Regions from separate parts of the Mus musculus genome. Here region 1 is linked to region 2. The links are chromatin contacts, called in public Micro-C maps. All regions are on one chromosome and are shown on one strand. The core of a region is the stretch at or near the end of the contact, and the rest is flanking DNA. Distances in the headings are between cores, read along the strand shown.

What was found. Hi-C and Micro-C count contacts between places; a contact is called where the count stands out from the background.
Region 1: a Micro-C map of embryonic stem cells shows a contact between it and region 2, with 2.0 times the contacts expected there. The contact joins the promoter of Slc38a4 here to the enhancer-like site in region 2. A contact is called at or near these places in 6 of 484 Hi-C or Micro-C datasets (embryonic fibroblasts and embryonic stem cells), 5 of 115 datasets of contacts at active chromatin or transcription factors (craniofacial prominence and embryonic stem cells) and 2 of 9 other capture datasets (adipose tissue and pancreatic islet).

Annotation. Positions count from the first base shown.
Region 1 is chr15:97,054,489-97,058,922 of GRCm38.p6, reverse strand. It overlaps Slc38a4 (solute carrier family 38, member 4), which reads left to right and starts at 2,967. Exons shown (of 16, transcript NM_027052.3): 1 at 2,967-3,068. The region is part of intron 1 of Gm32840 (a long non-coding RNA gene); the gene reads right to left.
Region 2 is chr15:96,706,459-96,711,317 of GRCm38.p6, reverse strand. No RefSeq gene overlaps it. Among named protein-coding and RNA genes, the nearest start is that of Slc38a2, 9.2 kb to the right of the region's middle. Within about 2 kb of position 1,612, at least 366 of the 459 cell types and tissues checked have an H3K27ac peak or open chromatin away from gene starts, as enhancers often do. A contact at or near this core is called in craniofacial prominence, embryonic fibroblasts, embryonic stem cells and 1 more, where this site is marked.

The DNA.
Region 1 (4,434 bases), core at 1,718-4,217, 350 kb before region 2:
GTATAAGCTCCCCCCCCCCAACCCCAACCCCAACAATCCCCACCACAAAACCACCGTGGCACTAACATGGCACTCAGGCTTGAACGGTGAGAAATGAGGTGAAACTGACAGCTGGAACCCATAGCAAGGGGTTCCAGGAAGAGGGGAAACAGCAGTGGAAAGCCACCGGTCTTAGGAAGCTAGGGGCCAGTGAGAGCTTTAGAACGCCAGCAGTTAGGACACGCATGGCGGATGGCCCAAGGGTTAGATGGCCCGAGGGTTAGAGCCAGAAAGGAGAGTGAAGGTCTTAGTCGTTTGACTGCTTGGTTGTCTGCACGTAGAGTCGCTTACAGACCTTTGAGGAGAGACATTTTAGCTGGTGAAGCTTTACAGAGTGTGAGCAGCCCCCCACTGAATCTTACTTCACTTGCTCCAACACCCACAGTTTCTTTTCTTTTGTCACTAGGTAAGCTTGTGATAGTGTCTGAACAAGGTATGTTCCAGGCAAGCGGTATCAACAATTTTTGTCTGTTTTTTTTTTTTCTTCAGAAAAATCAAGTCTCTAGAATGGAACTAATTTGTCCCTGTGGGGTGACCATAAAATCATGGTAGAGGGTGTCTTCTCCAAAGGCAGAGCATGATCTCACGCGAAACCAAAATGCGTGTCAGTGAGGTCCCACGAGAAGCTTCATAGGACTGGCCACTCAGCTTCCTGCCCCTTAGAACACTGGTTTCCATGACCCCGGAGGAACCAGGTCACGGCTACATGGCCTTTCCTGGTCAATTTTCACAGCAGAGAGACAACCAGGCTTTTCAGTTGTGTCTGGCGTCTCCACATTACTCTGGGACCTTCTGCAACTCCAGTGAAGTGCAGTCCCCACCAAAGATGAGCGGATTGCACTTGAATCGGAATGCCAATGCTTTATAGATAAAATTAGCATAATTTCCCCTCAGCCCATAACCTGACTCGTAGTTCCAGCATATATAAATGAATAACACGTAGTTTCCTATTACACCAGGCAATGAACCATAGCTTTTGATTTTTTTTTTTTTTTTTTTTTTTGGTATGAGCTAAGGTGATTAAATAAATAGTTTATTTACAAGTTAGCTGGAGAGATGACTCAGTGTTTAAGAGCACTTGCTGCTCTTCCAGAGGACCTGAGTTTGATTCCCAGCACTCATGTGGTGGCTCACAACTCCCTGTAATCGTAGTTTCATGGGATCCGACACTACCTTCTAGCTTGAGAGCACCAGACACGCCCATGTTAGGTGTATGTGCAGGCAGAATTCCCATACACGTAAAATAAATACTTTTTAAAAAATTAAAAAGGACAAGAAAGGAAAGATGGATGCTAGGATTCCTGGTTTTGAAAAGTTGGGCAGTTATACATCTCTCGGGCATGAGCTGCTGGCATGAAGGAACTATTTGCTTTCAGCCATGTTTTTTCCCCACTGATATTCTGTTTATGGGCTTGCCTTGGCTTCTCCTGTGTCTCAGGTCAGGCCCTGAGAGATAGAAATCTTTCTCCTGCCTCAAATCCTTTTATTGTGGTCCAGCCATTATGACCTGCTAGTAGCTTACTACATACACTCCTTACGTGTTATTAAAGAGGCAATGGTGAGATAGCACAGTATAAATAAAACCCAATTTCAACAAGCTGAAGGGGACTTTAAAATTATTCTGTTATATTCTAACTCCACAAAATTGAACTTCTTGCCAGGAGAAACCAAAAGGGTGTATATATCATATTTGACCAGGATTGCTAACCTACTCTCGTGAAACTAAATATTTCTTATATATATTGTGCTTTTGGGGGGGGGGTGGTACAAAATCATGCTGTGGTAGAAGTTATATATTCTTCTGTTGCTACCCTTCTGTTGAACTGTTTTGTATAATCTGAGGTGTGTGTGTGTGTGTGTGTGTGTGTGTGTGTGTGTGTGTGTGTGTGAGAGAGAGAGAGAGAGAGAGAGAGAGAAGAGAGAAAGACAGAGACAGAGACACACATAGAGACAAGAGACATAGAGAGATCTATCACTGATGGAACGTTTTGAGTGTTCCTTATTAGCATGCAGATGTTTCTGTTGTTACATTGTTTTCTTTCTGAAGTGCCGCCATGTTCTAGTACTGTTCTAATACAGGAGCTATGAAATGGGAAGAGCTAAGTGTCCTTCCTGAAGACAGACAGTTAGACCGGCAGCTCTTCATAATTTACGTTGGGCGCGTGAGAGTTCCAAAAGCCCTGTCTGTGTCCCTGGTGGGTCTGTTAAATCTTCAGAGGCCACTTCTCCACCAGTGAACCCCTTCTGCCAAAAAAGAATGGCAACTTTTATTAAATAAACACGGACCTTCTTTGAAGCGGGAACTATGCTTAGTGTCAGAAAATGGTTTTATCAGAAAATGGTTCCATATACATATTTTTCCTTAAGACCCTCCTAGCGAGCAGAAAATGTAGTTTATTATAGCTTCCTTTGTACTCAGAATCATATTTAAACTAGGACCCCATAAGAGAATTACAGGAAAGGTTCACAAGTGGGTGACGGCAAGGTTGCCCTTGTATTGCATAGAGATTTTTACTGTGACCACCATATTCTATTTGTTTGCTTTGTGTTATGTGGTGACAGTAAGCTGTGTAGTCCGTGAAAAAGTTGTTTGTCGAATACTCTACACTGACTACTTTTACCTACTTAACGATGTAGATATATCCTGCACACAGGAAAATCCCCCCAAATAAAGAAACTTCACAGTCGAAAATGAACTCACACCAAACTCTTTGGTAACAAGACCCAGGGCGGGTGGAGGGGCCTCCATTGCTCTCTGGGCTCCAGGCTTCCCTCTAAAAGGACAGCTGGACAGCTAGACTCCACCTGGAAAGATGTTTCTGTTGACAGATCAGGTTCCTGCACTGCTATTGGTGGCTAGGCTGGAAGGGAGGGTCCTCAAGAAAGGAGATCGAGATGCTGCCCCCTATCACAGGATGGAAATTTCCACTCTTTGGGAAGCCAATAGAGAAGACGGAAGGGTCTCCCGGTCTAACCCTTGCCGCCACATCCATTGGATTCCAACCCGAAGAGGGTAGACAGAAAGGCGGGTGAGTTAAATGTGGTATATTTTCTCTTAAAAAACGACTCAGCGTGGAATTTTAGGGCTAGATCCTAACTTGTGTGTGTGTGTGTGTGTGTGTGTATGTTTGCGCGTGTGTGCGCGCGTGTATGTGTGTGCCCCCGCGCGCGCGTGGGGACAAGCGCACGTGGGGCATTCAGGTCTCGGAACTGTGTAGGGTCAAAATTTGTTGGTTGTACCTTAGAACTACAGGCTAACTGGGTTATTTCAGTGACTAGAAGTGAAGTAAACCAGGGCAGGCGGAGGGGATAGCTTGAGGGGCTTTTTTTGAAGGCTCCTATTCGAACTGTGCCTGCGTGGCCGTCTCCAGAGACTGGTGTGGGCTTGCCGACTGGAGGTCTATTGGCTCTGAGATTTTTGTTGTGGGACCTCCTTGAACGATAGCAGCTGCCTTATAAAGAGGGTCTCACCCTTCCTAGGATCTGGCTCCTCACCCTTGGGGATCGTGCCCACTAGGTGCTACCCGAGTTGCTGGAAGTGTGCCTATGACCCCCCGCCCGCCGGAGGTGGTGGGGGAACACGGGTTCAGGGTTTAAAATAGACTCGCTGGTCTCTTGATAGTTGGTAGTTGAATTTCCTGACTGTAAGCATGCTCCCGTTGTTAAATTGCCTTACGGCGAGCAGATCAGCATGCTCCCGGAGTGCGAACTCTAAGGCTTGGGGACTCTAAGGAGTCCCAAGAGCCTGGAGCAAAGTGAGAATTTGATTTAGAGCCGAGACTGCTTCCCACATGGTGGGATCGGGGATCCGCCACACCCAACAGCTCGTAGGCGCCGAAACCCCGCGGTAGGGTGGGGGTCGCGGGCATGAATGGAGGACTTCAGAGGAGAGGGAAACTGACCGTGGAGTAGTTGGGAGGAGACAACTTGGTCAACCAGAAGGAACTCCTTTTGCCTTGAGGCACTGAGCAGGGACAGACAGCTGAAAAGGCGTAGGTGGCTCTTCAGGGTATCAGTTCCTGGGGACGGACCCTCGTGGGGATCGGTCTGAGGTTCCCGTGGAGGGATCGGTCTGGGGTTCCCATGGAGGGACCCTCGTGGGGATTGGTCTGGGGTTCCCGTGAAGGGACCCTCTTGGAGATCGGGTTGGGGTTCCCGTGGAGGGACCCTCGCGGGGATCGGGCTGGGGTTCCCGTGGAGGGACCCTCGTGGGGATCGGGCTGGGGTTCCCGTGGAAGGACCCTCACGGGGATCGGGCTGGGGTTCCCGTGGAGGGACCCTCGCGGGGATCGGGTTGGGGTTCCCGTGGAGAGACCCTCGCGGGGATCGGGCTGGGGTTCCCGTGGAGGGACCCTCGCGGGGATCGGGTTGGGGTTCCTGTGAACCGATCCTCGC
Region 2 (4,859 bases), core at 363-2,862:
TGGAAGTATAGTTACAGTTGTGGGCCATGCCATGGGTCCTAAGAATCAGATCTGAGAATCGGAGTGCTCTGCAGGCTACAGTCAGTGCGCTCTTCACAGCTGAATTACACAGCCCCCCAGGAAATTCTAGGCCAGCAACATAGCATAAATTTGACAGTCTGTGGAGTCAAAATCCGGTCACTCTATAAACTGTATGGCCTTGGCAAGCTACTCAACTTCTCCATGTTTTTAACTGTAATAGGTAAATAATGAATTCTAAGCGGCCCCTACCTCACAGAGCTAATGAATTAAATATGCATATGTACAAGGGATTGGAAAGCCTGAGAGCTGCGTGGCACATCTGGAACACATCTTGGAAGGTGAAAGTCGGAGATCAGGAGTTTAAGATCGACCAAGGCTATTTAGAAAATTCAAAGGTAGCCTGAACCTATGTAGAACCTTGACTCAAGAGTGGGGGGAGGGGTGTTAAACAATAAGGAATTCGAAATAGCATCTATTCTGAGAGCTAAGTATTATCTAGACTCATTAATTACAATGCTTCTAATTCCAGGAAAATTTTAAAAACACAAGTCAAAAGTAAAACGCATAGTTGTGAAGGTAGAACAAACGTGGGGGGAGGAGGTATCCACCAGGTTCAGTAGCTTTCGCCATTCTGACCTTTGCTCCACTTTAGGAGAGAAAAGGGCCCCGGGCAGGGCTGTGGAGAAATCTGAACTCAACATTATATTCACCTCGAAGATTTCTTCCCAGGAAAAAGTCAGCAGGTAAAGAAAAGTTGTAATTTCCTAACTCAGAGGCGAGTATGTTGTCTTTGTGTTTATTTCCCTGTCGGTTTTTTTCTCCTTCCTAGACTTTGATAGAATGACTCAAAAGATAAACACACACACACAATTACTAGAAAGAATCTAAAATGCCACGAGACTAAACGATCGCAGCATTTCTGTAAAAAAAAAACAAAAAACAAAAAAACCCGCTTCCTCCCTAGGGCCAAGATGAGGGCGGAATGTCTACGTAACGTCTTCTCGACAAAGGAGCAGGAGAACAACTCTGAAAGCCACTTTCAAAGGCTCACTGGGAGCCATGTGGAAGCACCGCGCAAAGCTTCGGGGACTTTCCTCGTGGGTCTGGGGATTTAGCAAGACAACCCACGAGCTGGGGAGTCCCTGCTCGCCGGGGTGCGGGCTCGGCCCCAGGCGCGGGCACGTGCACATGCTGCAGCGGCCTCGCTCCCCCGCGGCCTCCCCGAGCGGAGGATTACCCCTGATGATCACGACTCTCTAGGTTTCCCCAGTCACTGGCTCCCCACCGCGGCTCCCTGTCCCTTCCATCCCTCCCCGCCACGCGCACCAAAAGAAGGCGGAACCCAGTGAGTCGCCATCACGTGGGCTCTGGACGAGCAGAAGCGGTCTGCGCAGAAGTGGTCTGCGCACGAGCTGCCCGCGCCTCGCGGGGCCTCCGCGCCCGCAGCCTCAGTGGAAAAATTTCAGGAGACCTACTGAGGCTGCGCGGAGTAGGCCACGCCCCCTTCCCGCCCGTTGCTTCTGCGCGGGTTCCTCCCGCCCCTGGGGAGCAGCCCCGCCTCCGCCCCGCGCTTCTGCGCAAGCCCCGCCCTCCCTGGGGAAACCGCTGCGTAAGCCCCGCCCTCCCCAGGGGGAAAGCGCCGCGTACCCCTCGGCCATGACTTCCGGAGCTGCCACCGCTGGCCCGGGGTGCCTGCGAGGCCAACTCATGTGTGGCCGCCTGGCATCCTGAGAGGCGAGCAGCGGCGCCCTGGCGCCTCAGCCTTCGTCTGCGGGGCGCCGCGGCCTCAACCTCGTCACCTCAGCTCCACACGGGTCCCACGTCTTCTGGATGGAGCTGGATGGAGGGAGGAGTGGTTGGGGTGGGATGCTGAGGGGACCGACGGTCGCCTAGACAAAGCCCGATCTGGATCACCACCACCCACCCACCCCAGGAAAATAAATAATATTCATTTTCCCCCCCATCCAGAAATATGCCTCACGGAATTTACCCCTGAGGCAGCAATTGTAAGGAGTTTGACCTCACCCAGAGGTGACAAATGGCCACACCGACCATGACATTCTTTGGCTGTAAAGGGGTGTGTCATGTGTGCGTGGTTCTCCTCAAGAAAACAAATTTAGCCATTTTAGCCACGGGTTGGTTCAGTCGGGTGAGTGTTGCCTAATGTGGAGGCGAATAGAGGGGTGTTAGCTCTCCACTTGTCCTCAGAGAGGTTTTTACTGGAAACCGGATGCAGACATCTACATGAGACCACGTTGTGCCAAAGATTTCAGCCAAAACAGTGGGAGTTTCTGTGAGTAATCTCAGAACCAAGCCCATAGAAGCCCCCACAACCCACTTGAGAACCAGAATTGCAGGTATGTTAATAAATCTTTATTTCTTCGCCTTGGGTGAAGAAAGAACACGAAACTGACTGAAGGCCAAGAAGGTCATCGAGGCCCAAAAGTAGGCACAATATATTGATAAATCTTTGCCTTTTCCTCTGAACAAAAATACGGGTAACCCGTTTTTAAAAACAGATTTTGGAGAATTGTAATGATCTGAGTCTTTATTGTTTTTAAAGCAATCGGATGTAGCACAGTATTCAAAACCTAGACCTCTATAACTGCGCTGGCTCCTTGTTTTCTCGATTAGCTTTTCGTTCCAAGTGTGAGCATTCTGTCAACCCGTGGGCATGTGGACTTTTCAACCCTGTTACTGCTGATTAGCAGGTGTTGGTGGAAGATCTAGGTCCATGAACACTTTCTCTTTGCTGTCATTCTTTCTTGTACCTAGCAAAATGGACTCCAGAGGAAATGGCAGTGAAGCATGACAAAAAGAAAAAAAATCAGCCATTCCTCATTTTTTAGAGAGGAGACAGAAACGATTGGTACTAGATCCCTTGAAAGTCTCAATAGCAGTAAACATTTATACTAAAATGTCTGTAAATCTGAATGTTCCTGAAAAGGTCTTCTAGGGCTAAGTGTCTTAAGGGGCACCAGAATTTTATTCTTACGGAGGAAAACATGCCTTGCACACAACACTGCTTACAAATCATGGCCTCACTGCATAACATACTGTTTAGACATTATTAAGTTCCTTGATGCTGATCAACGGAGTGTGAAACATCACAGCAGTACTTCCAGGAAATGTGATCTTTCTTCATGAAACTGACTCACAGAATTGACACCTGTCATCCCTCACCCCCAACCCCACCCTGTGGATGTCTGCCCTTTGACCCCTGAAACCACTCTATAATCATAAACCTGCAATCCTCATGGAGGACACCCCCAGGATATTAAAGAGATCAGAATAAAAAAACAAAACAAAAAGCTACCCCCTGAAGTCTTAGAGAAGACTGTGGTGGCTAAAAGTTAAGCTCAGAGCATCTCTGCAGACCTGCTATGTGCTATATATAGTCTCATCTAAGCCACTTTTCATTGCTTAGTATGTTTGTTGCAATTGTGTCTGGTGGTTGACAACCCCTGTGTGAATCTGGTGCTCACCGATTGGCAAATTCTGGTTGGCCAGCATCCAGAATATAGCCCAGTGGTTCTCTCTGCCTGTCACCCACCCTTACCTACAGTAACACCGTTCTGTGTTGAATCAGAACTTGTCTTTTCGGGTAATACAATATGGCAGAAGAGAGAAAGGTACCATTGAAGGTCAGTTCATGAAGGCAGTGTCTGCCTCCGTCTCTCCTCAATCATCTGCACCAGGAAGAGCCAGCAGGCATGTCCTGGTGACAGCTTCTGGAGGAGCCTTAGAGAGGAAGCAGCGGGCCATGCGGAATTGCCCCCAGGGTGAAGGGTGCTGAAGGAGATGTTTCAGCTTCTATCAAGAAAGCAGGGAGCTGCAGCTTTGTATTGAACCCTAAGCCAGAGCACCCAACTAAACTCTTGGATTCCTGGTCGGCAGAAATCTTGAGAAATAATAAAAATTGTTTTCAGACAGTAAGCTAGAATATTTTGTCACACAGCAATTAATATCTAATGAAGTATCCTCCAACTTGAAAGTGTGCTCTAATTGATCAGCAACGTGTAACATATTACTCTGGGCTGAGGAGCCATTTTGTAGATGTTAAGTTCGTCTTTCACGGAGCACCCTCTATACATGATCCCAAGAATAGACTATACAAAGTGATATGGACAGGGTAAGAAAAGAATTTTCTTTATTTTTTTAGGTTTTTCTAGATAGGGTTTCTCTGTGTAATAGCCCTGGCTGTCCTGCAACTTCGTAGACTCGGCTGCCTTTGAACTCACAGAGATCCACCTGCCTCTGCCTCCTGGGTGCTGGGATTACAACCATGCACTGCAACCGCCCATCCAGAAAGGAATTTTCTAGTGGATCCAGAAGAGATTAATATTGAGAAAACATAGACTATGACAATATTGATAAGACTGGAAGCCATTTTAATCAGTAAAATCAGCCAAGACTTAACATTGCATAATCTCAATCTCTTTGAAGTCTAAACTAGTTGAGTTTATAGAACTAAGGAATAGAACAGGAGCTGGAGATGGTAGATTAAATTTGGAGACAGCAAGGTATCTCAGTAATGACTGTGCTTGTTGGACTGTCCAGCATGAGGACCTGGAGCCACAGCTACAGGAGCCACATTTTCAAACCTGATGAGCATGGGATGTCCTTGAACGATCAAGTGGAAATCGAAGAGAGATATCAAGTGCTCTTGCTCCCAAAACAGAACTAGGTGAGACAATTAGGATGTTACTTAGCTTGCTTGAGACTTTTCACTATGTAAAGATCCTTCAAAACATTCTTCGTAAAATAATATAATTTTACTGGACAATTTAAAAATAAAACAAGAAAATATGGAACTCATGGGAACAAAGGAAAGGATG